Linked DNA regions of Mus musculus: all the other regions are linked to region 5. The links are chromatin contacts, called in public promoter capture Hi-C maps. All regions are on one chromosome and are shown on one strand. Each heading gives the region's core, a stretch centred on a gene start, on an enhancer-like site or on the middle of the called end of the contact. The rest is flanking DNA. Distances are from core to core; before and after follow the strand shown.

Region 1 (2,700 bases), core at 59-2,558, 1.6 Mb after region 5:
GAATTGAACTCAGGACCTCTGGAAGAGCAGTCAGTGATCTTAACCGCTGAGCCATCTTTTCAGCCCCCCACCCCACATGGTCTCTTTAAATAAACACAATTATGAAGCAAAAGACAAAACATTAAAAGTTGTTCTCCACTGCTCTATGACATATTCCTGTACCTGTTTCTTTAAGGAATTAATACTACTTTACCCATCTGCCTATAATTAAATTTAACTTATTTATCTTGGTTTTTTTGAGACAAGGTTTTGCTACTTAGTCTTGGATGCCTCTTGGGCTGGATCTATAGACCAGGGTGGCCTCGAACACAGATATCCACATGCTTCTGTCTGGAATTAAAGATGTGCACCACCACGCCCAGCTAAATACTGAAATACATCTAAATTAGCTTTCTAATCCTGGGGCTATAAAAATAACTGGAAATTCATCTTAGCATTTCTCAAGTCATCTAGTTTGGCTTCCCTGAGACTGTTCTGAGGAGTAAGTAACATCTTTAACTGAAGATATGACCTGAAGGGTATGTATATCTGACTCTTGGCTGGTAACCTGTAAATTGAACGTGTCGGGGCCTCCACTCAGGCCTTTTTAGGCCATTCCTCAGGCCACCCTCTCCGGATAGTGAGAATTGGTCTTACCAAGTTCTCACTGGCAGGAGGTAGGATACACATTTGAACAGAACAGGCCTCCATCCTCCACTCTGCCTTCTAAAGACCACTCAGAGTACATGTGAGAAGCCTCTACACCATCACGGGCTTCCATAGCTCATGATCTGTGGGCAGAAATTAATGTGACATGCTTGTAATCACATTTCTGCGAGCTCAAGGAGGCAGATCTCCAGCATAAGGCCAGTTTGGGGATATATAGTTAAGACTCAAAAAAGAAAAACAAAGGTTAGAAAAGGACTTCAAAAATTAAAATCAGCAGCCTGGCATGGTGGCTCACATCTTTAATCCCAGTGCTAGGTAGGCTTTCGCGTTATCCGTCGGAATGGTATAGGCATTCTGCCTGTATTCCAGAGAAAATCTTCATTAACAACAGGAGGCAGAGCTGGGCTTTCTGGCCGCCGTATTCATCCTCAGCCCCTATCAGTCAAGCACTATGGCCCCAGCTCTGCTGGCTTCGGGATGACACACAGTCTGGGTGACCCAGGAGCCCGCTCGCGCTCTCCAGCAGCGACAACTCGGGGCGGCGCACCTGAAGAGCGAGCCGCGCCAGGCAGCGCGCCGAGTCCGACTCAGGACCCCGACCAAGCTGCCCGCGCCACTGCCGGGCTGCGCTCGCGTTAATCAGGACCCCGGGCTGCCTCCGGAGCCGCCTGAGGCTGCGTTCCGGGCCGCGTTCTAGCCTGATCGTTGGGAAACGGGACGGCCCGCACTGCGCGCGCAGCCCGCCTGGTCTAACCACGGCCGGGCGGAGGAGGAGGCTTGGGGCAGGCGCGACTCCCGTGGCGAGGCGAGCGGTCTTCTGAGGGCCGGAGGCGGGAGCGACGCGGGCTGCATTTGCAGCGGCCGCGCTCAAGGCCTCGGCGCCGGCGGTGGCGATGCTGTGGCAGCGGCTGGCTGTGGTGGAGTGGGCGGCCCTGGCCTGGGAGCTCCTGGGCGCCTCGGTGCTGTTCATCGCCGTGCGCTGGCTGGTCCGCCGGCTAGAGAAGCGGCCGCGGGACCTGAACCGTTGCGGGACGCTCTCCTCTCCGCCCAGCGCGTCTGAAGCGGTGGCCGCACAGCCAGGTAAGGCAGCGTCAGTCGTGGGAGGAAAACCTCACTCTCCACGCCCCCTGGATACGGTAAGACCCTATCGCGGATATTTTGGAAACTTTTGATGAGAACCCACAGCCCTGTTAGCACTTCTTCTCTCCACCTCTCTAAACTGTAATCCCATGTTTACGAGGTATGTGTTTTGTTTTTGTTTTGTTTTTTAAGATTTCTTTAGAATTTTTTAAATTTATTTTTAAGATTTACTTATTTTATGTCTATGAGTATACACTGTAGCTGTGCAGATAGTTGTGAGCCTTCATCTGGTTGTTGGGAATTGAATTTAGGACCTCTGTTCGCTCGGGTCAACCCTGCTCGCTCACTCCGATCGGCCCCCCGCCCAAAGATTTATTTATTGTTATAAATAAGTACACTGTAGCTGTCTTCAGACGCACCAGAAGAGGGCGTCAGGTCTCTTGTTGTGAGCTACCATGTGGTTGTGAGATTTGAACTCAGGACCTTCGGAAAGAGCAGTCGGTGTGCTCTTTCACCAGCCCGAGGTATGTGTTCGTATGAAGCCACTTTTCACTAACGCTCACTTTCTCCTAAATCTAGTTCTTAGTGGAAGATGAAAAGTAATTCTTCTAGAAGGAAAATGACATTTTAAGCCATTAACTCAACTTTAGAACTTTAGAGATAACCCAACCCTAACAAGATCTTACGGGTAACAGAGGCTCCATTTGCTACTATGAACTTAAACACAATTTCATTTTTTAATTACTTAGGGCTGGGTATAAAACTCAAGGCGTGGCACATCTTGACAAGTCTTCTACCACTGACATACATATCAACCCTTTCTTAGCAGTCGTTGGTTTCTTGGGGGTTTTGTTTTCGTGTTTTTGTTTTTGTTTGTTTGTTTTTTGCTTAAGAAATGGGAACAGGAAGGTCAGGGTAATGCTGGTTATTTTTACATGGCCGTGGAGAAATGAAATGTTTGTGTTGTGACAA
Region 2 (2,819 bases), core at 194-2,693, 1.5 Mb after region 5:
GCACCTGTGTATAAACTTTCATGGTATAAGCTGTCCCTAGGATGAACCCCAACATAAGAGAGACACCTGCACCAATATAAGAAATTATTTGGAATAAGACTTTCATTTTGACTAGTGGCCGAGTAAAGTTTAAGTTCCTAAGGCCTATTGGGAATTGACATCCTACTTGGCAGAAAGAAATATGTACATGGGTACTGTGACAAGTTAGGACATGAATGTTAGGTAAGTCAAGTCCCTGCAAGTTGAGTACCCAGATCAATGGGAGCAGGGTACATATACAACAAAGACAAGTTCCTAAGTAAACCCTCTATCCCTAAATCCTGATTGGTGGAATAATTTAGCACAGATGTTTGTGGATTTTAGGCTTAAAAACTCTATATAATCTTAACTGGGGGGTGGGGGTGAGGGTCACAGTTCAGTTCCCAAATGTGAACAGTGGCCCAGCCAATCACATTAGAGATTACCTAATATCCACCCCCCAATAAGAAGGCCCACACACCCTTGACTGCGGACACCATTTCAAAAAATGTGACCCACATACTGCTTGTTTCTTCAGAATAAACGCTCTTTGTCTTTGCATATTATCTATGTCTGGGGTCTTCTTCGGCGATTTTCAGACCGGTACAAATCCATGTTCCCGGAGGCAGCCACTGCTACTTTTATATCCTTTCAAAAGTATTTGAGTAAATCTTTGTAGACATAGGCAAAGACGCATTTCCACATATATTTACAAATGTGTCTGTGTATGTGTTTTCTTTTTACAAAACAAACAAACAAACAAACAAACAAACAAACAGATGTTTAATACTTTTTTGAAGCTGTTCACCAGCAAAGACATTACTCCGAGCTGCTCAAGAACCACTGTGTGTGGACTTTGCTTCTCTGTCTTCAGTGACTTTCTTCCAGGGCATTGTTTTTGCCAGTGTTTCTCTCTCACCGGGGGGTCACCAACATGCTTGTAGCATACAACTCGGGAATGACACAAGATCCTAAGAAACAGGATTTAAAGATACCGCAAATCAGCCCTCAGAGACGAGTTACCTGTTTCTATTCTAATTGACATCTTAAATTATGCTCCTTGCGAAGGGCTGGCCCACTGTACCAAGCTTTCACATTTTGTAATCTGACGTGTGAAAATAGCACCTTATCTCGGAATTACAAGTGAGGTTTTAAGGACCTTCCGATCTATAAGTTACTCGGTCTTTTTTTTTTTTTGGCCCGAATCTAACATGGTGCCCTCCACAGCTACTTCCGTGCTTTTGCAGGAAGGTAAGTGCGCCTGCCTGCCAGCATCAAAGATGGCAACAAGGTGCACATTCTCTCATCTGCGCAGGCTCCGATCGCTCCGCCCCGCCCCCTCCGGATAGCCTTTTCTGGCACCGCTCTAGCCGTCGCTCTCGGTGGGCACGGCCGCCAGCCAATCACAGGGCGTACCGCTCTGCTCCCCTCCCCCTCGCCTCCCGTGGATCAGCTGGGGTACCCGAGATGTCTGTTGACAGCGGTGGCGGCGACTGTAAGGCCGGTTCCGGGATCCGCGCAGGGCGTGGGGTAAGCTGGCCGGCGGGTGGGGTCCTGGCTGGGGAGGCAGGCGGCGGCCAGGCTATAGCAGCGGTGCTGAGCGTTTTTTAAGTAGTCCCTGAGCCGGCGTTTCTGGGTCTCTGTAGATGTGAGTCCTATGGAGCTACACGGGGAAGAGCAGCCGCCGCCGCCGCAGGAACCCTGGGGGAGGCTTCTTCGTCTAGGCGCAGAGGAGGACGAACCCCAGATCCTTCTTTGGAAACGCGAGTGGACCATCGGAAGGAGGAGAGGTGCGGTGGCCAGAGTGGAGTGAGGACGAGGATAAAGGCTAAAGGGGTAGACAGGGATGAAGCATAGGGACCTAAAGTGGGTACCCAACTGAGAGGAGACCGAGGGCCTAGAACAGGATCGAAGACCTAGTCAGAGTGGGTTTAGATGGGGAAACCGACAGGGGGTTTGAAGTGGGAAAAGTACCCGGCTGGCGATACAGAAGCTACTGGAATTCGGGGGGTGTGTGTGTGTGCACTGTTTTTCAACCCCCCCCCCCCCCCATAAAATGGGCTTATTTATTTGTGCAGTTGCTCTTCTGGATGCTTGATGATGGATATCAGTCAGTTCTCAGTACAACTTTGTGAAATAGATCTGTAAATATATCCTTCGAAATACGATCTTGTCCTCATTACTGTACACTTCTCTTTCTCAATGAAATGCAATTAGAAATTATTAACAAAAGGAAAACTGAAAAAAGGTATGTAGAAATTTGACACCACTGTTAAAAGGTTGACGGGTGAAAAAAAATAAACCACAGGGACTTTAGAAAAAATGTTTTGTGACAAATGAGAACAAAGAATATGCTGGAAGACTAGGACACTGTTAAACCAGTGCTCTGAGGGCAACTTATAATGGCAGGGTTTCTATTTGAAAAGATCTCAAAGTCCCAGGAAATAGAATAATTTATTTAATGAACTTAGGAAACTGAGAATTTGAACAAAGTTATACACAGATCCCAACATCGATTGCTTTGGGTCAAGGACATACATTTCTTTTTTTCGTTTGTTTTTGTTTTTGTTTTTTTTGGGGGGGCGGTTATGAGGCAGGGTTTCTATGTATAGCCTTGGCTGTCCTGGAACTCACTCTGTAGACCAGGCTGGCCTCAAGCTCAGAAATCCACCTGCCTGTGCCTCCCGAGTGCTGGGATTAGGACATAGATTTCTATAACTTGTGTCCACCTTATTTTGCTAGGAGGATTGATAAAATCTTACATGAACTGCTTGTGTGTAACCTAGCTTTGGACTCGGAGA
Region 3 (2,863 bases), core at 132-2,631, 1.6 Mb after region 5:
AATAAAAATAGAGCTCTTTTCTAAGTCACACTAAACACACTTTAAGTGTTGAGCAGTCACTGGGGTAGTGGCCATCACAATGTTGAGGACTGTAGTTAGTGGAGTGGACGTAGGAGCCGAAGAAACTGAAGCTACTCAGTTAAATGTAGGAGGCAGGAATAGGACAAGTCAGAGCTGCCCAAATTAACACAATGGTGGAAGAGGAAGGTCTGGAAAGGGTGGTGGTGGCGGCTCAAGCATGATCTGAGCAGGCTAACCTGGGGTGTTAGTCCCATATACAGACCAGGCCAAAGTCTTGCTGCAGCTACAGGGCCGTGTGTGGGGCTGGACCAGACAAAATTTGGAGACGACTGTCAGAGAGGAAGGCATACCAGAAAGAAACCAAGTGGATATGCCCCTTTTAGTCCCTTCCGGCACTTGTTGATCCATCTGTCATGCATCCTTCCCCACCTAACAAGGCCACTGTACCAATCCATCCACGTAAGCAGACACAGCAAGCAAATATGAAACATTTAAAATCAGGTCATTTCTTTTTTCTTTCTTTCTTTTTTTTTTTTTTTTTTTTTTGAGACAAGGTGTTTCTATATAGCCCAGAATTCAGAGTTCTGCCTGCCTCTGACTCCCAGTGCTGGGATTAAAGCTGCATGCCACTCGCTATACATGCCACTGTACCCGGCTTCCATGGGTAACCCAACCCTTGGCTCTACTTCACGCACGGGTTCTCTGGCCTCTGAAGGGATAGCATGCTTGCAGTCCCAATCTTCCCCAAGCTGCAGGAGGAGAATTTGTGAGGCAAACCTGGCTGTCTATCAAGACCCTGACTCTGAGTAAGACTTAATCCTTTGGAATTTCAGGCCCACAGAGGATGGTGGTCCTGGGACAAAGACCTGGTGCACTGTCTCTGAACAAGGACTCTTCGAGTATGGGGTCCGGGCGGTTAGAGGTCCCTCAGAGAGACGGGTGGCCCAGGCGCGAAGACCTTCGGGAGGTGCGCCATCCAGGCACTGCCACCGATTCACACAAACTCAAGACCCACTAGCACGCAGCGTCCCCTTCCCTTCAGAGCACCGATCTCCGCCATCCCGGGATGGAGGTGAGGAAGCAGGGCCGAGCCCAAACCTCCCGTCCCCGCACCTGTCCCAGTTGGTGTCCCAGACGCCGCGCCCGGCTCGCGCTCCTGTCCAGGCCGGCGGCTCGGTCGCGCGCGTGTCTGCATCCCCGCCACCTCGCGGCTTCCCTACCGCGACCGCCGAGAAGAGAACAGCGGCCGAGCCACCGGCCAGACCACAGGCCGCCAGCTGAAGCGCCTGCCGGAAAGCCATGCCGCAAATCGCGCGACCTGACGGCGGGACGCCAGGAGCAGACTTCCGCTTCCGGCTGGTGGAAGTCCCGCCCCTTCCCCCCCCCCCGACGAATCAGGAAACGCGGCCCAGGGCGCCACCTGCCGGTGGTCGCAGGGTAGCAGGCGCAGATGCCTGCCCTTTAGTGGGTGGAAATCAGGCACTGGGGTTTATTTATTTATTTTATTTTATTTTTTTGGTTTTTCGAGACAGGGTTTCTCAGTGTAGCCCTGGCTGTCCTGGAACTCACTCTGTAGACCAGGCTGGCCTCGAACTCAGAAATCTGCCTGCAGGCACTGGGTTTATATGAATTGAAAAACCTCAAGTTTGGCACTTCAATTTGAAGTTTTTATGTTTTCATTTGTAATCTTTAAGTGTATGCATACTCTCAACTTTCACCTCCTGAATTCTTTCCATTTTTTTCCCTAAGAACCTTCTTCATTCAACTATCAACCCTCCATTCCCCACCCCTAGTCCCTGGCACCTACCATCGCGCCTCCAAGTTTTACCGCTCTAGTTGCTTTTGACCAATTGACCGGGTCCTTCTGTGTAGGAAAGGTGTCCACCTGCTCTTCCAGGGCCATTGTACCCAAGGCCTAGGGACTAGACTGGCAGGCCCACGGACTTACAGCTCCAGGCTTGGGCTTTAACTACCAAGCGGCCCAGCACTTGGCAGCTGTTATAATTTTCATCTTTGAGCAACAATGAACAGCAGCAGGCATTTGGTAATATTACTGCTCCTGAATGAACCTCTAACCTCAGACATTCTCAGAACCCTTGGCCTTCCACAATGGCTAAGGCGGTCCTTTGGCTAGACAGCTCCCTAAAAGTCTTAGCAACAGGATCTGTTTTTTCCACAGCCTTCTTTCACCTCAGCTCTCTATTCTCTCTAGCCTCAGCCTTTTGGTGTTCCTAGCTCAGCCTACCCTACTATTGATAAAAATAAATTAAATTTTTTTTACAAAAACCCTCTAAGGCCTGACATACCAAAAAAAAAAAGGATACAGAGGCTGTATTTCACACTGACTGAAACGTGAGTTTCAGTCGGCTTATATATAAAGAGAAAAGGGTGTTATGGCAAGGGTCTTAGCCCCAATCCTGGCAGTCCTTCATGCACGTTTGAATCAATCGCAGGTTTTCTGCAGAGCCACCAAGGGAGAGCCTCCCCCTGGCCTGGATGAGACGATTGCAAGGTCATCAGAGTTCACTACCATGCTGTCTTGCTCAGTGTCGGTGGAGGCTGTCTGGACAGATCATGACTGGAGCAAGTCTTCCACGGAGGTTCTGGTGGCCCATATGACTGCAGAGGTGTCTGCCCAGTGAGCCCCAATATCTAAACTGGCTGCCAGGAGGGCAGTGTGGCTAGTTGTCCTTAAGAGGCTGCTTTCCTGACAGGACCTCAGCCAGGCACCAGAGCAGGACCTGTTAGATGCTTTAATCTTTCACAGGAAGCATCAATAGGGTGTGTGTAACAAAAATCTGTAACAAAATTACAGTATAGTTCTTTTTTTTTTATTTTATTT
Region 4 (2,856 bases), core at 356-2,855, 1.0 Mb before region 5:
GTATGGCTTAAGGAGTGATCTTGAACCTACTGTACCAGAGAAACTTATGAAAACAATAAGAAATTTAAAATTAAAGACTACTGGGACTAGAGAAATGGTTTGGTAGATAAGAGCAAATACTATCCTTGCAGAGGACCTGAGTTCAATTCCCAGCACCCAGATCAGGTGGCTCACAACCACCTGTAACTCCAGCTCTGAGTGGTCCTAACGCTACGGCTTCCATGCCAGGCACTTATACTCATATATACCCCCTACCAACACACATAAACAGACATGTACATGATTTAATATGCTTTTAAATACAATTTACTAACGTTTACCTTCATACATATGCATGTGCCTGATGCCCATTGTGGGCCAGAACAGGGCCTGGGTTTTGAGAAATGAACCCAGGTCCTCCGCAAGAACAAGTGCTCTTAACCACTGAACCATCTCTCTAGCCCCTTATGCCCCTTGTGAGCGAGGGTCTCTCTCTCTCTCTCCATAGCCCAAGCTGTCCTGGAAATTTACCATGTAAACCAGGCCAGCCTCAAAATCAGAGACCCCTCTGCCTTTGCCTCCCAAAAGTACTAGGATTGAAAGTCACCACCACCATCATCATTATCATCTAATCTACTTTCCTGATTTTTTGATATTTACAAGTCAAAAAAGAAGAAGCAGAATTTAGTTAAGATAAATAACATGAGTGACCACAAAGTAAAGATACTCTATGCCCTTCCCATATATTTAAAGGTGTTTTCGGAGAAGTACTTACACATCTTTTTATTATGCTCTGAAGTTCCTCCACAGCCATTCCTAATTATTTTCCTAATTTTGATGCTGTAATGAACTAATACAAAAAAACCCAGTTAATTGTGTGATACCATGTAAATTATGTTTCATAAACCGTTTCATTCTGAATTATTAGACAACAAACACAATGTAAAGTTTTATAGGTTAACTGCTATTACTGAACGTTACTGTGTTAGCCTAATGAAGCATTTTTAAAAGCCCCTGATATAATGCCTAAAGAAAGTAATTTTTAAAGAATGACGAGTAAAAAAATAAAAAGAGCCCTAGAAAGAACTACTAGAAAAGCCTTTGTTTAAAAGGAAAACAAAAATCCAAATTGTGGACCTGGAATGAAAAATCTAATCATTAAGTAATTTTTTTAAATGTCCCATTGACAAAAACTGGAATCCAACATAATTAAGTCACCCAAAGAAGTTGAAGATTCCGATGCCGCCCACCCCATTCTCCACAGGATCTCCCTCCTCACATAAACAATCGTCAGTGAGATCACCGAGTATCACGAAAAGGAGGCCAGCAGCGAAGGTCCTTGCCCCGCAGGCGCGAACAGGAAAATCACACCCTACCGCGCCTGGCTGAGGCGAAGGGAGGCCATTTCTCCCTGCTCCTGCAGGGCAGGGTGTCCAGGCTCCAGCACCTCCAGAGGCCGAGCAGGAGAGCCGCGTGCGGCGCAGGTCCTGTTCGGCGAGCCCGATCCGCCCGACCCAGCATGTCTACCTACCCGCCGATCCACGCGCCTGCCTCTTGCCCTCCTCCTCCTTCTCCACTTCAGGTAGCGCAGGCCGCACTCCTGGCCCCGCCCCCGGACCGGACCCTCCCCCTCCGCCGCTCGCCCCGCCCCGCCCTGGGCCCGCCCCCTCCGCCGCTCGCCCCGCCCTCCCTGGGCCCGCCCCCAGCCCGGTTCCGGGCGAAGCGTGAGGAGGTAGATGTGCTGTCCCGACCCCCTCTTCTGACCGCATTTCCCCATGGCTGACTCTGCCGTACCTTGCTCTCTAGGCCCAAGTACCCGGGCTTCCAGCACCCACCGAGATGCTACCGGTACGAACAAGAGCCACCGTCCCAGGCTGGGACCCTGAGACCTTGGTTTGAGTACCACGCACGCGCGGGCCTCTTTCTGAGGCTGCGCCGGGGAGAGCGAGAACTCCGGGTGGATGAGGCCCAGAGCTTCCCAACGCAGGCTGTCCTAGTGCCTTCGGGGGAGGAATCCCACACTCTTACACAGGGGTTTTAGGATCTACCCGTACGTGGGAACAAGTGGCCAAGGCAGGTGGTGGTCAGTTGCCTTGAACCTTGGATTGCTTTGATATCTGGTCTCTGAGGTCTCAGACTCCTCTCTTTAGGCAAGGGAACAAACATTTGGGAGACTGAGCAATGTTTATTCTAAAGGAACCCAGTTTAGAGAGTGTTTTAAAAGCACTTGATTAAAGCGCATCCGATGAGAAAGAGTCCTCGAAGAGACTGCCGTCATGAAAATGTAAAATGTAATTAATTTACAGAAACAATTGAATTTGCTTCCTGTTTAGCCCCCCCTTTTGTTTTTGTTTTTCTGGGGGGGGGGTTGTTTTTCTTTTTTTGTACACATCGAAGTTGGAAATGAGATGTGTGAGAGAAAAGGAAATGGTGCCTACAGTGTGATATTTGGGGACTACTCTGCTACATCAAATGCATTGGCACTTGACTTTTCTCTCTTCAATTGTAGGTACTAAACAGACCCGAGCCCTGAAACGAGGAGATGCATCTAAAAGGTAGAACCACGTGGGCATCTGCATTTCACTTTGCTTTTATCTCATTAATTCAATCTGATTTGGTTTTTTTTTTCTTTTCTTTTTTTTTTTCTTTTCTTTTTTTTTTTTTTTTTTTTCTTTTTTCTTTTTGGTTTTGGTTTTTTTGTTTTGATGTTCTGTTTTCTGATCTTGCAATCTGGGAATTGAACTTAAAGACTTTGTACATTCTAATGAAGCTCTTTGTCTAATTTACCGAGCTATACTCCAGCCCAAATAGTTTAAAAGCATAGTGCATACCTTTCTTGAGAAAATACTGAAGACTCAGGAAGCACTGTCGATTCTC
Region 5 (2,700 bases), core at 78-2,577:
AGGAAGCTACAAACTCAGACTGACCTCAAGACACAGAACTATGGAACTGTCTATCAAACAAGGTTCTTTTTGTTTGTTTGTTTTTCGAGACAGGGTTTCTCTGTATTGCCCTGGCTGTCCTGGAACTCTCTCTGTAGACCAGGCTGGACTTGAACTCAGAAATCCGCCTGCCTCTGCCTCCCCAGTGCTGGGATTAAAGGCGGGTGCCACCACGCCCGGCTCAAGCAAGGTTCTTAAAGGTTACAGCTACGGGCTCTGTTTCCTGTACCTTATACGAGGTCACTACAGAAAAAACTCAATAGGTGAGGCACTTAGGCTATAAAAGAAAACAAGACTGTAGGGCCCCAGTCTATCCTCTACCTCATCAAGCAAGGGAAGACTCTACAGGCCCCAGAACTCAGCAGCACAAACACTGCCATCTCAAGACAGTCCTCGGGATGCAACAACAACGCTGGATATGATACAATGAATAACAGCTTATGACCCCAGAGTGACTGTGCTCACCTTCTGACCTGACTCCACCTTTGAATCTTTCTGTATATGCCCCAGATACAGCTTTGACCCTAAGCAGAGGTGGTCCTTCCAGACCCAAGCCTCCTTTACTGGATAACCACCTGCTAGCATGACCCTTGTACTACTAACTCTACCCACCAGGAAGTAAGTGTGCAACCCGAAGCAGTCTATCCTCTGCAATCACCACCAAAGGCCTTAACCCACAAGCCCCTGTGGTCTCTCTTCCTGGCAAGACCCTTCTCCGACCTGATTCACACCCCAGCAGTGGCCCTTCATAGCGATGGCCTGATTTACATCCCAGCAGTGTCTTTTCCCGCAGACCCTGCCCGGAGAGATGACTCCCTGCGGCCCTGATCTGACCCACACCTCAGTCGTGACTCTCTAGGTCTCAGACTTGATTCACACCCTGGACACGATCCTCCTTGCTGCCCCTGCTTAAAGCGGTGACCGTCACGCGCCCTGACTCGAACCACACCCCAGCAGCGACCCTCCTGGGCTGCTCCTGCCTCCCGCGGCCTGGCGACGCCTTACGCCTCACCCTCGGCCAGGACCCGCCGCACCCGCAGACGCAGCTCGCCCAGCTCCACTGTCTGCCCCACGAAGTCACTCTGATCACGGCCCGCAGCTCCGCCAAGAGAACCAGGGCCCGCCAGGAAGTCCAGCGCAGACTGCAGCAGCGACATGGCGTCGGCCGCTCCGCGGCAGCGGGAGCCAGGCTCCAGCTCCGCACTGCCGGGTTAGCAGCTGCGGGCGAACAACCCGGCCATCTTCCGCCCGCGCCGTGACGTAAATCAGAGAGCGAGTTGCGTCCCGACGCTGCGGCCCCGCCCTGACGCAGCAGGCGGAAGGGCGCGTGTTTCTGCAGAGCCAGCAGCAGCAGCAGGCGCAGGCGCAGAGGGTGCGATCCTACGGACCTCAAGCTCCTAGGAGGCACGGAGGTAGGGCTGTCGCCATCTGACCCTAACCTCATCTGGTTGCTTCCGCTGGCCCAGGTCCAGCCTAGGTGGCTAGAGCGTCGCGGGACGTTGGGCGCGCGCTGCGGACCGCCCCAGAGCCCGCCGCTCGCGCCTGACGCCTCAAGGTAAAGCGAGGCCTGGAGCCCACCCTAAGTGTCCCTAATGCCCGGTTTAGGAGAGGAGGGTATCTTGCAGACAAGCAGCCAGCCTATGAGCCACAGACACTTATGTTTTGGTCCACACAGGTTTGGGGGAGGATGAACTAGTTGCTAGAATTAAGACCGAAAAACGTAGTTTTAAAAGGGGGCGGGAGAAAGCTTCACAACGTGTATACAAAAGTCACCTGGCAGCACTGGACGCAGAATCCCGTGTGATGTCAAACACTTAGAGCTGTCCATCTCAGGTGAGGCAAAGTCATGGGATTCCCCACTCGTCTCTGTACCTCCGAGGTTTCTGAAGCCATATGAAGTTGCAGAGCCTTGGGTAGAGTTTGTGCTTTTGGACTGAAAAATGGATCCTTAAGCCCAAATCAACATCTTAACTGTCCCAGGATTGTATGCTATTAAATACGCCTTGGGGGGGGGGGGGGCGCTACCTGCTCTTTAAAAAGTCAAGTAGAAAAGAAATGAAAGATTATCATTAGTATACAGTGAGGTACGTGGTAGGTGAGACAGTAGTTTCCTAGAAATGGTGAAGTGGAAGCTTTGGATAACACCTGGAGGAATAAAGAACTGATGAAGTAGAGATGGTACCTGTAGGTAACTGAGGAGATTTGTGAAGAAGAGTGTGGGAGCTGAAAGGGCAGTGTGGTGTTAACATGATCTTAGATGGGAGACTTGAGCAGCCTAAAGCCAATGGGAAAGAGTGAAGTCTTTCCAGTATAGTGGAGAGGAGTACTGTCTCAGAATAGTAGGACAGTCAAGTCACATCCAGATAGAGGATATGTAGTGTTGGTATAGAAATGGCACCTTTCTATAAGAGAATCACTTATAAGATGCAGGGAGGAGGAAGTAGCTACGGCTTGCAGTTGCAGGTAACTTTATGTTATTACTGGAATGAAGTTGAAGGGATTTTTTATTTTTTGGTGGCTTCAGATCTCATTATTTAGAAGGAAAATAAATCTGAAAGCAAAAGGAAAAAGTAGGGAATTGGAGGCTTGGTAGCCTTCAAGAGACCTAAAACATCATGAGAAACATCATGAACAATTCACTACAGCGTATAGTGAAACTTG

Evidence for each region. Promoter capture Hi-C pulls out the DNA fragments that hold promoters and counts their contacts. Capture Hi-C pulls out chosen DNA fragments and counts their contacts.
Region 1: a contact with region 5 is called in a promoter capture Hi-C map of liver, with 5 times the contacts expected there. The contact joins the promoter of Ankle2 here to the promoter of Gak in region 5. A contact is called at or near these places in 13 of 39 promoter capture datasets (the 3T3-L1 cell line, 3T3-L1-derived adipocytes, the C10 cell line and 8 more), 9 of 115 datasets of contacts at active chromatin or transcription factors (the NIH/3T3 cell line, acute myeloid leukemia, astrocytes and 6 more) and 3 of 9 other capture datasets (adipose tissue, liver and pancreatic islet).
Region 2: a promoter capture Hi-C map of liver shows a contact between it and region 5, with 2.7 times the contacts expected there. The contact joins the promoter of Chfr here to the promoter of Gak in region 5. A contact is called at or near these places in 10 of 39 promoter capture datasets (the 3T3-L1 cell line, the HPC-7 cell line, cranial neural crest and 6 more), 4 of 115 datasets of contacts at active chromatin or transcription factors (the NIH/3T3 cell line, astrocytes, differentiating embryonic stem cells and 1 more) and 3 of 9 other capture datasets (adipose tissue, liver and pancreatic islet).
Region 3: a contact with region 5 is called in a promoter capture Hi-C map of liver, with 4 times the contacts expected there. The contact joins the promoter of Pgam5 here to the promoter of Gak in region 5. A contact is called at or near these places in 2 of 39 promoter capture datasets (cranial neural crest and second pharyngeal arch cranial neural crest), 1 of 484 Hi-C or Micro-C datasets (CD4 T cells), 1 of 115 datasets of contacts at active chromatin or transcription factors (large pre-B cells) and 3 of 9 other capture datasets (adipose tissue, liver and pancreatic islet).
Region 4: a contact with region 5 is called in a promoter capture Hi-C map of liver, with 3 times the contacts expected there. The contact joins the promoter of Glmn here to the promoter of Gak in region 5. A contact is called at or near these places in 4 of 39 promoter capture datasets (hippocampal neurons, liver and pre-B cells) and 1 of 9 other capture datasets (adipose tissue).

What each region holds. Positions count from the first base shown.
Region 1 is chr5:110,229,696-110,232,395 of GRCm38.p6, forward strand. It overlaps Ankle2 (ankyrin repeat and LEM domain containing 2), which reads left to right and starts at 1,309. Exons shown (of 13, transcript NM_001253814.1): 1 at 1,309-1,728. The coding sequence starts at 1,542.
Region 2 is chr5:110,134,387-110,137,205 of GRCm38.p6, forward strand. It overlaps Chfr (checkpoint with forkhead and ring finger domains), which reads left to right and starts at 1,444. Exons shown (of 18, transcript NM_001289577.1): 1 at 1,444-1,548; 2 at 1,665-1,808. The coding sequence starts at 1,676.
Region 3 is chr5:110,268,518-110,271,380 of GRCm38.p6, forward strand. Pgam5 (phosphoglycerate mutase family member 5) reads right to left here and starts at 1,382. Exons shown (of 6, transcript NM_001163538.1): 1 at 1,135-1,382. The coding sequence starts at 1,322.
Region 4 is chr5:107,596,034-107,598,889 of GRCm38.p6, forward strand. It overlaps Glmn (glomulin, FKBP associated protein), which reads right to left and starts at 1,606. Exons shown (of 19, transcript NM_133248.2): 1 at 1,511-1,606; 2 at 755-829. The coding sequence starts at 793. It overlaps Rpap2 (RNA polymerase II associated protein 2), which reads left to right and starts at 1,663. Exons shown (of 13, transcript NM_144911.3): 1 at 1,663-1,827; 2 at 2,489-2,534. The coding sequence starts at 1,755.
Region 5 is chr5:108,628,450-108,631,149 of GRCm38.p6, forward strand. Gak (cyclin G associated kinase) reads right to left here and starts at 1,328. Exons shown (of 28, transcript NM_153569.2): 1 at 1,052-1,328. The coding sequence starts at 1,196. It overlaps Tmem175 (transmembrane protein 175), which reads left to right and starts at 1,361. Exons shown (of 11, transcript NM_001163532.1): 1 at 1,361-1,451.